Linked DNA regions of Cydia pomonella: region 2 is linked to region 1. The links are chromatin contacts, called in public Hi-C maps. All regions are on one chromosome and are shown on one strand. The core of a region is the stretch at or near the end of the contact, and the rest is flanking DNA. Distances in the headings are between cores, read along the strand shown.

Region 1 (6,066 bases), core at 1,826-4,325:
TTTCACAGGTACTCAAACTAACATTTATTATTTACCATAGATGGTACAGCAAATGGTGGGTATGCGTTCCTTACGGAGAAACAAGCAGAAAATATAATTGCTGTAATGTTGGTGCTTTCGAAATGCACCATGTTTTATACCGAATTGAGAAATGTCATAATCATATGTATTTGAAAAATACAATTTTATTGTAAGTTAGAGGTTATAAAAATGTAATCACGAAATAAAAAACTTTATTTACTTGTCTAAGACTACAAATATGTTCCGAAAAGTAGCAATAGGAATGTCTGGTGGCGTAGACAGCGCAGTGGCTGCATTACTCCTTAAACGGGCAGGTAAGGCTTTGCAAATAAATACAAAGTTTTGAGTTAGATCTGATTTACCCCGTTTCAATAATTTTCAAATAAAACACAAATGTTTATCATTGTTTAGGTTTCCAAATCGAAGGAGTGTTTATGCGTAACTGGGACAACAATTACGAAGCTGGGTTTTGCTCAGATGAAAGAGACTTTGAAGATGCGACCTTTGTATGCCGTAAGCTAGAAATTCCGTTGCATAGAGTGTATTTCATTAAGGAGTATTGGAACGAAGTGTTCACTATATTGCTAAAGGAGTATGAGACGGGACTGACCCCTAATCCTGATATTCTATGCAACAGATACATTAAATTTGACAGCTTTTTTGAACATTGCAGGAAAAATTTAGGAGTTGATGCTATTGCCACTGGTCATTATGCGAATACTTCTTTCGGACCTTTCTTGGAAAAATATAATGAAAATGAAGGTAAATATATTTTAGTCAACACTTAATTATGATATAATTTTGGACACCTATAATTGGGGCTATATTTCATACAATTTCACAAACAAATATAATTTTTATTTTATTCCTATTATTTCTAGGTGTCAGATTATTACAACCAGTAGACAAGTTTAAAGACCAAACTTTTTTTTTGTCACAAGTAAAGCAGTTTTCTTTACGGAAATGCATGTTTCCATTGGCCCCTTTTCTAAAGACCGAAGTAAGAAAAATAGCCAAAGCAGAGCGACTGCTGAATGTGGCCAATAAGAAGGATAGTACAGGAATTTGTTTCATTGGGAAAAGAAGATTCCAGGATTTTATTGAAGAAGTGAGCTTACATATTGTTTTATTTATTTATTTAAATTTTATTGCACAAAATATGTACAGATAGCAGACTTAATGCCAAATGGTATTCTCTATGAGTCAACCATAGAGCCAAACAGAGATACTTACCTACTATACTATTGGTGCAGAAGTATGTATACTACATAAATACATTATGTTTTGTCATTAAAATCCAAGACTTGTAACTTTTATGCAAGAATCTATCTTGCTCAAGTTTATCAATTTAAAAAATGCTTGCACTCTGCTAGAAAAAGTTGTCAAGTTTGCCGTGTATTATATGACACTGGGACTAATACTTTTCACATCATCCACAGAGATAATGAGTTAATGTTATTTTTGATTAATATTTAACGCATATGTAATTTTGTGTATAAAATAAAGCTTCTGTTATTTAATTGGATCTGAAAGAAGTTAGGATAAAATATCTATCATTTTATTTCCTTAAGATAAATAAATATGATTGGATATTTTTACACAAAGTCAGTAACAGATTTTCGTTTTATTTATGGTTTTATTTTAATACAAAATATATATTTTCAGTATATTCAGAAAAGGGAAGGCCTGTTCATTGACATAGATACAGGACAAACTGTGGGTGAACATGGGGGACTTCATAAATGGACTGTTGGACAGAGATGCTGCCTTGCCAATTGGAAAGATGCCTACTTCATATTTAAAAAGGATTTAAAAACAAACAATATATATGTCGTAAGAGTTTTACTATCTATACAATTAAGGCTGTATGCTGTATAATTTATTCTGCACTTAAAATAACTTTTTATAATTCTTTAAGTCAGTAGTAATAATGGTGATCTTCTACTTTATTTTTAGGTCCCAGGAACTAAGCATCCAGCACTTTGGAATCATTTATGCATAACTGGATTACCACATTGGATACATAAAGAGCCTACAGAATTATCAAATAACAATGTTCTGAAATGTTACTTTAGGTTTCAGCACACTAAGCCGTTAGTTAACTGTAGAGTTGTAAAGAACTCGGATGGTTTGACGATTTTACTCGATAACAAGTTACGTGCGCTTACAGAGGGTCAATTTGGTGTTCTCTACCAAGATGGTGAATGTCTTGGAAGTGCAAAAATTAAAGATATTTGCCACAATTTAATTTATTGATACCAAAGTTTAATTATAAGTAATTTGTTAATATGACGTGTTTATTCTTTCATTTTTATTATGTATATCATCATATCATCTCATTTTCCTGCATATTTGCGTCCTAGGTTAGCCGAGCAAGAGCAAGTAGCAATGGATAAGGATTTAATTTATCATCTTCTCATGTGGAAGATGACTAAAGGTGAGAGTCAGAATGGCGGGTGTACCTAAATAAAATCAAATGACAAGCATACCATATTTTTGTACCTAATTTGTACTATTTAGTACCTCGTTTAAAAAAAATTGTACCTCACGGTACTTAAAGTTATCATCAAAAAACAGGTCACCCTCACCCACCATCCTGACAGTCAGAATGGCGGGTGTACTTTATTACGCTATGATCCCGTGGTTATTGATAAATGCTATAAAAGCCAAACTTTTGTACCTTCACGTTCAATTATAATATGAGCCATTTTATTTGTGGTTTCCAAGTTTTACTCATTTTATATTTTTCTTGCTATTACAATTTTGCAGGCGTTATAATTTTTCAAGTTATCGAACTCATTTTGAAGAAAAAACGCAAAGGTACAATTATTTTAATTACGCCAGGATTTAGTACCTTTATGCCAATTACATCCACACCTTATCAGGTCTGATATCAGACCCGATTTCGGGTCCGAGAAAGAGTATTTTTCCGTTTCACCAAATATCAGCACATCGTTTATAACCTGCTTTGCGTAAGTGCTTCTGTTAGACATCATGTTCAAGATCAAGTAAACCGCGCGGCTGGTCGTCCTAATGCGAATGTGTTCGAGAATTTTATAACCATGGCAACATTTTGAACTGAATGTCAGTGTCACTGTCACACTTCGGTTCGGCAGCAAAAGTGTCAAAATCAAAATAAATGCAAGAAATATAAAAAATTTTTGAATTAGTGAAGGAATTGTTTTTTATAGGTGTAAATATAGAGGGTCTAGCATATGTTAAAATTAAAAATGCGTATTAAGTTATAAAAATGCCTATACCTCCCGTGAATTATAGTGTGCCGCCGCCGCGGCTGAACATGCCCCCGCCGGCGGTGCCTTCGCTGTCCGTGCCACCTCCGTCGGCGCCATTACTGTCTGTGCGTCCACCATCGGCACCTCTCCCAGCGGCGCCCCCGCTGTCTGTGCCACCACCGACGGGCCCCCCGCTTTCCGTGCCTCCACCGACGGCGCCTCCGCTTTCTGTGCCTCCACCGTCAGTGCCGCCTCTGGTGCAGATGTCGATGCCCCCGCCACAGCTCTTCCAACACCCACCACCGTATTCTAGACCTCCTTTACCCCCATTGGACAAGCCTCCACCATTACCAATCACTAACTTGCCTCCACTAAATATACCACCGCCGTCAGTGACGGCGTTTCCTCCTCCTGCAGTGCCACCACCGTTTCCACCGCCTACAGGGGCTGCATTCCACTCTCCAGACTTTTCCAATCCACCTCCAACACTAAAAGATAAATTGGTCAACCCAAATGAATCTAAGTCAGTACAAGACACTCCAACAACATCTAAAGTTAGTGATAGGGTTTATTATGACTCCAAAAACCATTCTTCATCATCAAGATCAAGATATGATTCACCTCCAAGGTATAGAGGTAAAAGTCATGATAGAGAAGGAAGCCATCGCAAATCAAGTCCTACTCATAGTACCTCAAGCTACAGTCGAAGCAGGCACAGCCGGAGTCCTTCAAGACATAGTCACAGAGACAGAGATGACTACAGGGAAAGAGACAGACGTAGAGAGAGCAGCAGAGATAGATGTAGAGAAAGTAGTCACAGAGATAAAGAATTGGAAAAAGAAAGATATTATAGAGAAAAATATGAAAGGGAAAGGATGAGGCATGAGCATGAAAGGCGGCACAGTCCATCCCATTACCGGGATAGCAGTCACAGTAGGAGATCACCTTCTAGGCACAGTCACCGGTCACCTAGTAGACATGGTGGCCGTTCACCCAGTAGGCAGAGCCACAGGTCACCCAGTAGACACAGCCATAGGTCGCCTAGCAGATACAGTCATAGATCACCCAGCAGACACAGCCATAGGTCACCTAGTAGATACAGTCATCGGTCACCCAATAGACATAGTCTCAGGTCACCCAGTAGAGATTCACGTTACCGGAGCCATGCTAGGGATGTATCCCCAAGGTCCCGGCATGAGGCTTTGCCAAAGAAACCACTTACTGACAGAGAGAAGATTCTAGAAGAATACAGGTAAGCTATGAACTTGTATGGTGATACTGTCCCCTTAAAAACTGAGCAGTCTAGAATCATCAATTGCTATCCCTTTGAATAAAGTTTCTACATACTTTCTCAGCTGCTTAAACATTTGCAAATCTTTATTGCCTTTTTCACAGAAGTACTCTTAACTACATAAAATAAAAAAATAAAATAGCCTTTATTTACAGAACAAAGAACAGTAGCACATTATCTCTCTATTATCTCCCATCTTTTGTATTCTTTGTCTGCTTGCCCTTCGGCAAAGGCCTCCTCCAACCTTCTCCACTCTCTCCGATTAATTACTTAATTAAGTTTAATCAATATTGGTAGTATATGTATTTGATTCTTTTTCAGGAAAAATTACTGTCAAACTTCAGAAGACCTAATTGAGAAAATTGAGAAATGGTCCAAAGAAAAACAGGAAGAGGAAGAGGTATACCTTAAATGCGTTTCTTATATATTTTTTTTGGGTAAAAAGTATGAAAAAAAATCCCCGGAGTCGCCACTAGCAACAACTTGGTGGTAACTAGTGAGAATAACTAATTTTTTTGGTTTTGTAGCAGTGGTATTTCACGTGTTTGTGCGCGTTTGACGGATAATGACTTGAGGCAGTTCAATTCAATTCAATTTCAACTTATTAAAAATAACACAAAATGTAACAACACAGGTTAGCCTACGACAATACATTTCTTATAACTAAGGCCCCATACGCACTATGCGGCCAGCCGCGTGCGGTTGCGGCGGACCGCTTAGTGCGTTCAGTATTTATGGTTGCGGTTTCATACATTCTTAACCGTCATGCGGCTGTCCGCACGCGGCTAGCCGCTTAGTGCGTACGTAGCCTAAGGCCCCATACGCACGTAGACATCTCCCCAATGGTTCGGCCCCCTCTCTGTATCCTACACCTACCTACATTATAAAGTTTGTATGAATAGCCACTATATGATATCATAGGTATATTAGGTATCCACATAGCTAACTACATATATTTTTAGTGACAACTATAAATAGTTGAATGCCCAAAAAAGAAGTGTAAATTATCATAATCAGTTGTTTTGATTACCCGTTACATCATACATTTTATATTCATTGATATTTCAGACCCCAAAAATGTGGTACAGGAGCTCTCCAGCAGAATTGTACTATATACCAATTGAAGGGGGTGTGAAGCAAACACCGAAACTAGAGAAGATATGTGATGCATTCTTCACTAAAGTGATTGAAAGAGGAAGGAAAGCTAGACCTGAAGTGGATGAACTGCCCCCCCTGAAAGCGCCAAAGGCAAAAATGTGCAAGCATAGATGTAAGTACAAAACAAAAATATAATATATTTTGTATTTTATATTATACCTACAGACACAATTACGTTTGAAATTTTTTACCTTTTACCATGAGAGTTCAAGTCCTAAGCTCCAGATTGAAATCTTGGACTACTGGATTCATTTTTGTCTAAATAATAAAAAACTGACATTACATAATTATATTACTTAATAAGAACAGGTTTCTTTCTATTCCTGTTATTGTCAGTTACCTTTCTTTCAATTTAAGTAAAAT
Region 2 (5,990 bases), core at 1,147-3,646, 150 kb after region 1:
GTTACCATGATCGAGTCCGCTATTATACTTTTACAAGATGAAGATGAGGATGTAAGGATACTGAGCACCACTTTCTATAAAAATATTAGCCAATCAAAAATACTACCTCATCCATACCTATGTTTGCAAAAATTAATGGAGCCTAAACTTCTGAATAGAGTTTTATCAAATCCTCAAAGAGGAATAAACACAATTGTTCAAGATTTAACAGCACTTCTAACTAAAACTAATAATGTAAATGCAAGTGACAGCTACAATCCTTTTGCTAATGATTCTAAGAACATCTATTTAGAAGTAGAGATCTTGCAACAACTAGTAAACAATTTGAATGTATCGCAATAACTTAATATTTTGGTCCAAAATAAATTATTTTGATGGGTTTGAATTTTTATTCTCTTATTGAAATAAATAAATATAATACACTCACAATTATAACCACATAGAATCATTCATTATGGGAGCAGTTCTACGCTGTGCGGCCATGTCGTCAATCTGTATGGAGACAATGTGCCGTCCTGGCACCATGACTAGACCCAGAACTCTGGGCTCTTCAGTTTCACCATCATTGCTTTTTAGGTACTCTGAACAAGCTCCTGGAATTATATTAAATGATTATAATCATAAACATAATTTGATGTGAGACCAAGCTAAGTTGGCAGTGATTTTGGATAGTCGGACTGTGCAAGTGTTATTACTATTTATTATTTGTTAGCCTGTTGTGTCTCACTGCTGGGCAAAGGCCTCCCTCTCTTTCTTCCACGAGTCTCGGTCTATGGCAATATTAGGCTAATCTTTCCGAAAGACATCAAGAGCGGCGCCACTTCCTTCGAGGTGTTATTTAAACATATAATTTCATCGAAGTTTGACATTTAAAACAACACTTGCATTGCTCCCAACTTTGCTTGGTCTAACTCTATCATCATTTTTCGAATAATTATTTTTATTATGTGTACAAGGGAGTTTGTTTAACACATAGTATGAAAAGAACACAACTAAAATTTTTATAAAGCATATTGACACTTTTCTTAGAATTAAAATGTGTATTCCAAATAATATACCAAAACTTCCACAAGCCACAGGTACTAAATTCTTACTTTTATATGACTAGCTTATAAAATAAACAATCTAATATCTACTTAACTATTACAAAAATCTTAACCTAAATTAAACTAAATCCCAAACTAAGTAACAAGCACAAGATCCATTCACAAAATACAACAAAGGAGCTCATCACGCTCGGCACGTTGCCATGCTGAACAGCAATAGACAACCTTTGCATAAGGAATGACCCAGAGCGAGGGAGGTACTACTTAGAATTGAGGTCATAAATGTTTACCTAAAATTACATTGGCATCCCGATCTGTACAGAGAAACACGCCAATAAGGACTCTTCCATCAGTCATTTCAATTCGGAAGTTCATGTTTAACCATTTTCTAAGTTTGGATTTGCCATCTTCAGAGTCGTCCTGAAAAATCAAAGTTTAGATCATTAAAATATTTTTCTAAACTACACATTAGCCAGGTACACACAGAGCGAGCATACGCGCGAGGCAATTTCCTGCCGCCAGTGTAGACGTGCCTCGGCCGAGGCGGCGCGTGCGTTATCCTCGCCCGAGCGCGCCTCCTCGGCCGAGGCACGTCTACACTGGCCGGTTTGTGCGTGAAGAAATTGCCTCACGCGTACGTGCTCGCTCGATCGCTCTGTGTGGACCCGCCTATTGAAATTCTATTTTACAAGATAGGTGAGTTTAAGTTTTATTAGATATATTTTTGTTATAGTACTTGTTTTTAAAAGAAAATCGTTTTTTTTTTAAGAAAATTATTATTAATAAATTTACCCTCAAACATTCTGGTATTTGAGCGGCCGTATTTGATTGGCTCATATTATTACTAGTGAATAAACAAATAATCTTTATGAAAGTTACTTTATCAGCACAAAAGTTGTGACAGTAAATTAGTATTAAATTATATTTCTGAAGTAAATAATATTTATTATATCACTGACGACGGGAATGGCATGACATGACATTGACATTACATTTTGGTTATGTTGTTTCAGTTAATAGTATTATGACTTATACTAGGCGTAGGAAAGGAAAATCGGTCGTTTTAATTTCAAGTGCGCAGTTCACACTAGCGACTCGATTAGCGTTTTGAAATATTGCTCAAACGATACAAGTGACAGCTAACTACAATGTTGCCATAGATATAATAATTGCCTTGGTTTGGTGTTTTCCTAATATTTTTGAACATAATGTATTAAGATATTCTTTGTAGATATACACTGAATTTACACATTGAATTTACCTACATATAATTAAATATAATATAAGCCAAGGCAGTGATTTACAATCACTTTATGCAACTGTCGAAAGATTATTGGTTTTAAAAATATTGATAATGGCAACCGGAAATAATTGAACCTGAACCAAAACTTTGTGCATAGTGAAGCTTGACTATTTTAAGTTTTTGCAGTCAAATATAATACGTATACGTATTAACAATGGAAACAGTTGATAATTTTAAGTCAAAATTTAAATATTACAAATCAAATAAACCAAAGCCGTCGTTGAGTGAAGTAATATCACTAGTCAATATGACCGATAAGGTAAATTCTATATTTTTTGTTCAAAACTACAATACATTCGTTCTTTTCGTGAAAGAAGCTTTAGTATTTTACTTGTTTCAGGTCACTAAAGTTAATCCCGACAATGTCGGTGAAGACAGCCGAACAGACTTGCTAGGTTTAAGGAATACTAAAGAATGGGAACTATACACATTTCATAATCATCCTGGGTTATTTCTATTAAAAAATCCGTTCACAGCCCTTGGGCAAAGGTATTGGATTAGGAAGTGTTTGGAAAAATACCCTAGAAAGCCAAATAAATTGAATATTGATATTGAAGTGTTGTTGCCAGATTGGTGGGTGGAGTGTTTTGATAATGGAGCATGCAATAGACAGCTTCAGAAGAAGTTAAGATGGACTACATTGGGATATCACCACAACTGGGACACAAAAGTAAAATGTTAATATTTTTTCCGAGTGCTTTTTGTCTGTCCTTTATATTATTTTTATTTGTATAACTGCAACACTTCCATATGACTTCATATTACCTTAATGAAGAATTTGGATTGTTAACTAAAATTATAAAATTAAGTACAGTGGAATCTCGAAAATTTGGCACATCAACAGTCTGGTACAGTCAAGGTATTAAATATCGACACGAACAAAGTGCCAAAAATATGTACACACTTCTTTATTGTATAGGCAATAAGGTCGTGTATACATATTTTTGGCACTTTGTCCGTGTCGATATTTAATACCTTGACTGTACATCTAAAATCCGGTACTTAAATAGGGATGCATGTGATCATTTATATCCTGAATTTACATCATCAGACAGCCTTCCCTTCGTAAATGGATATACACCAGTTAAGGGTTGATTTTTCTATGAAGTTTCTATTTTAGTGTATAAGTACAGTCAGCGTCAAATACTTTGTAGCAGTCAAAGTGGCCAAATAGTTCGGTACACCATACTAAATATATGGTGTACCGAACTATTTGGCTACTTTGGTTGCTACAAAGTATTTGATGCTGACTGTACATGTTTTAGTATTTCTACACTATAATTAAAAACATATCAAAATATGCAAATTTGCTCTAACTTCCAATAATCCAAATTTTCAACTAATCCGGCTCCCCTGTGTCATGTGCTTCATTTTATATTATGGAAAAATTGGCGTTATCATGTAGCAATCAAGAACTTGATGAAATGTTTTAGTATAAAATTATTTATTTGCATCTTTACATTTTCTAAATCAGTTAAATTTTAAATAAATAGTTTAACATAGTTAATTATTTGTTAAATCAATTCCAGGTATACACAGATGAAAACAAATCCCCATTTCCTGAGGAGTTGGCAGAGTTGTCGGATGTAGTGGCACAGTTTGTTGGCTACACCGGCTTCAAGGCTGAGGCGGCCATTGTCAACTATTACCATATGGACTCTACACTGTCTGCTCACACAGATCACTCGGAAGTTAATCTAGAAGCTCCTCTGTTTTCTTTCAGGTTTGTATGCCAATGCCTTGAATAGTGAGAAACTAAAGTAGGGCTGTCATTCACAACAATTTTTGTAGAAAAGCCACATCTGAGTACTTAAAATATGGTTGAAGGTAGCAATGTAGTAACTTAATTATAAAAAAAATTTTTTTTTTGCATATTTTTTCAAATATATACACTTGTAGGTACCAAACACTAGTTAATATGTAAACAGGCCCTAAGACAAGTGTATACGCTCGTAAGAACCTTATAACATAAAAACAAATGATTGATTATCTCCGAAATAGAGTTAGTTAGAATACCAGTGTCTTTGAGAAAGTTACTTAATTTAAGCTCAGGAATGCACCCTTGAAATTAACGGAAATCTAAAAAAACACGGTGTATACACTTGTTTGTTACAAATACAGAAAGTTGCCAGAAAAATTGAGGATGTGGATTTGAGTTCCGCTTGCACCCTGCGCCTCCATAACTGGTGTATGGTGGGACACCAGTTCTTCAAACTTCTTCAAAATTCGTGCGTAAACTTTACTTCTATCTAAGGCACAAGAAAAATATTCTGCATAGTTATATGTGACAGGGTTCAAATGCATATCAAAGAAACCAGTCTGCCTATTTACATTTATTATGGCTGGTAAACTTATTTCAATCTCTGATTATAAACAAGTTAGCCCAAAGAAAAGCCTAAACTGCAACTATTATCCAATGTTCGTCCCATATTTTTATTGTAGACTCAAATTTGTTTAATATTCTATTTTTCAGTTTTGGTCAATCAGCAATTTTCCTTATTGGAGGTAAAGACAAATCTGTAGAGCCATCAGCAATACTACTTAACAGTGGAGATGTCATGATAATGTCTAAGGAGACAAGGCTCTGCTATCATGCAGTTCCAAAGATCCTACCAGCACAAACATCACCCTGGGCCGACCAGGAAGATCTAAACATGATCAGCTATAGTGAGGCCACCTTCAAGTACATATCCGATAAAAAGCAATTGCTATCGGAGACGAATAAAAATGTTGATGAAGCAGTATGGGGCCCCTTCCAAGATTACATACAAGAATCACGAATTAATATGAATGTACGGCAAGTGCTAAATGAAAGACAAAGTAGTTTATCGGATTATACTTTTAATGACACATGAAATAAAGTCTTGAATTATATTTATGATCTTCATTTAGAAGAATTTGAAAAACAAACTATGACCTGAGACTAGGCTTGACACGGTATTACCTTGCATTTCGGTTGAACGGTTATTACTGAAATTAGAAGAAAAGTTAGATTACTAAATAAGATATTTTATGTACTTAGAATAAAAAGAAATTTCACCACACCAACTGGTAAAGGCCCTCTTGATTGTTCAAAAACGAATGAGAAAGTTGCATTTTATCCACGTGGGACAAAGTAATCAGATGCAAATTTTGAGTTGTTTCCTTATGTTAGCTGGTGTAATTGACTTTTAAATTATGATTTTGAATAATAATTTTTTTATTACGTTCATTTGGATTTGATTTGGTTTGATTATTTTGGTATTTCATAGTTGTAGATTTTCCTTACGTTGGTATGGTGACTAAATTTTGTTTCACTCGGAGGCAAAGCTTGTTTAATCCTCGTGCCTTGAACCAATTTTGGAATCTTTTGCTTGCTCGGGTATCAATATCAATATTTGCACGAGCGGTTAAACAACTTTGCCCCCTTGTAGGTAAAACAAATAACTATTTAGTTACATGTTTGGAATGCTGTAAAAATATTTTTTTCGTAATGTGGCTGGCTACAAAACTACATAGTAGATTAAAATACAATACATGCAAACGTTACTTACAACCAACTCAGATTGGTTAGGTTCGGTGGAATTTGTTTTCCCAGTAGTTGCCACTGGTAAAAGGTGGGAAAAAAAATCCAGTCGTTACCACTGGTAACAACTTGGTGG

Evidence for each region. Hi-C and Micro-C count contacts between places; a contact is called where the count stands out from the background.
Region 2: a Hi-C map of whole body shows a contact between it and region 1, with 6 times the contacts expected there. The contact joins the promoter of LOC133525725 here to the promoter of LOC133525709 in region 1. A contact is called at or near these places in 2 of 2 Hi-C or Micro-C datasets (both in whole body).

What each region holds. Positions count from the first base shown.
Region 1 is chr15:8,603,550-8,609,615 of ilCydPomo1, forward strand. It overlaps LOC133525709 (ribonuclease 3), which reads left to right and starts at 3,076. Exons shown (of 19, transcript XM_061862070.1): 1 at 3,076-4,506; 2 at 4,867-4,945; 3 at 5,614-5,815. The coding sequence starts at 3,272. It overlaps LOC133525705 (mitochondrial tRNA-specific 2-thiouridylase 1), which reads left to right and starts at 19. Exons shown (of 5, transcript XM_061862062.1): 1 at 19-335; 2 at 433-783; 3 at 903-1,129; 4 at 1,687-1,854; 5 at 1,978-2,313. The coding sequence starts at 260. The coding sequence ends at 2,277. The region is part of intron 1 of LOC133525722 (a long non-coding RNA gene); the gene reads right to left.
Region 2 is chr15:8,756,356-8,762,345 of ilCydPomo1, forward strand. LOC133525725 (nucleic acid dioxygenase ALKBH1) reads left to right here and starts at 2,397. Exons shown (of 4, transcript XM_061862091.1): 1 at 2,397-2,608; 2 at 2,690-3,019; 3 at 3,879-4,072; 4 at 4,823-5,223. The coding sequence starts at 2,504. The coding sequence ends at 5,204. LOC133525726 (N-alpha-acetyltransferase 38, NatC auxiliary subunit) reads right to left here and starts at 2,027. Exons shown (of 3, transcript XM_061862092.1): 1 at 1,839-2,027; 2 at 1,337-1,466; 3 at 367-593. The coding sequence starts at 1,883. The coding sequence ends at 430. It overlaps LOC133525724 (cytochrome c oxidase assembly factor 6 homolog), which reads left to right. Exons shown (of 7, transcript XM_061862088.1): 7 at 1-385. The coding sequence ends at 342. It overlaps LOC133525727 (a long non-coding RNA gene), which reads right to left. Exons shown (of 2, transcript XR_009800617.1): 2 at 5,171-5,319.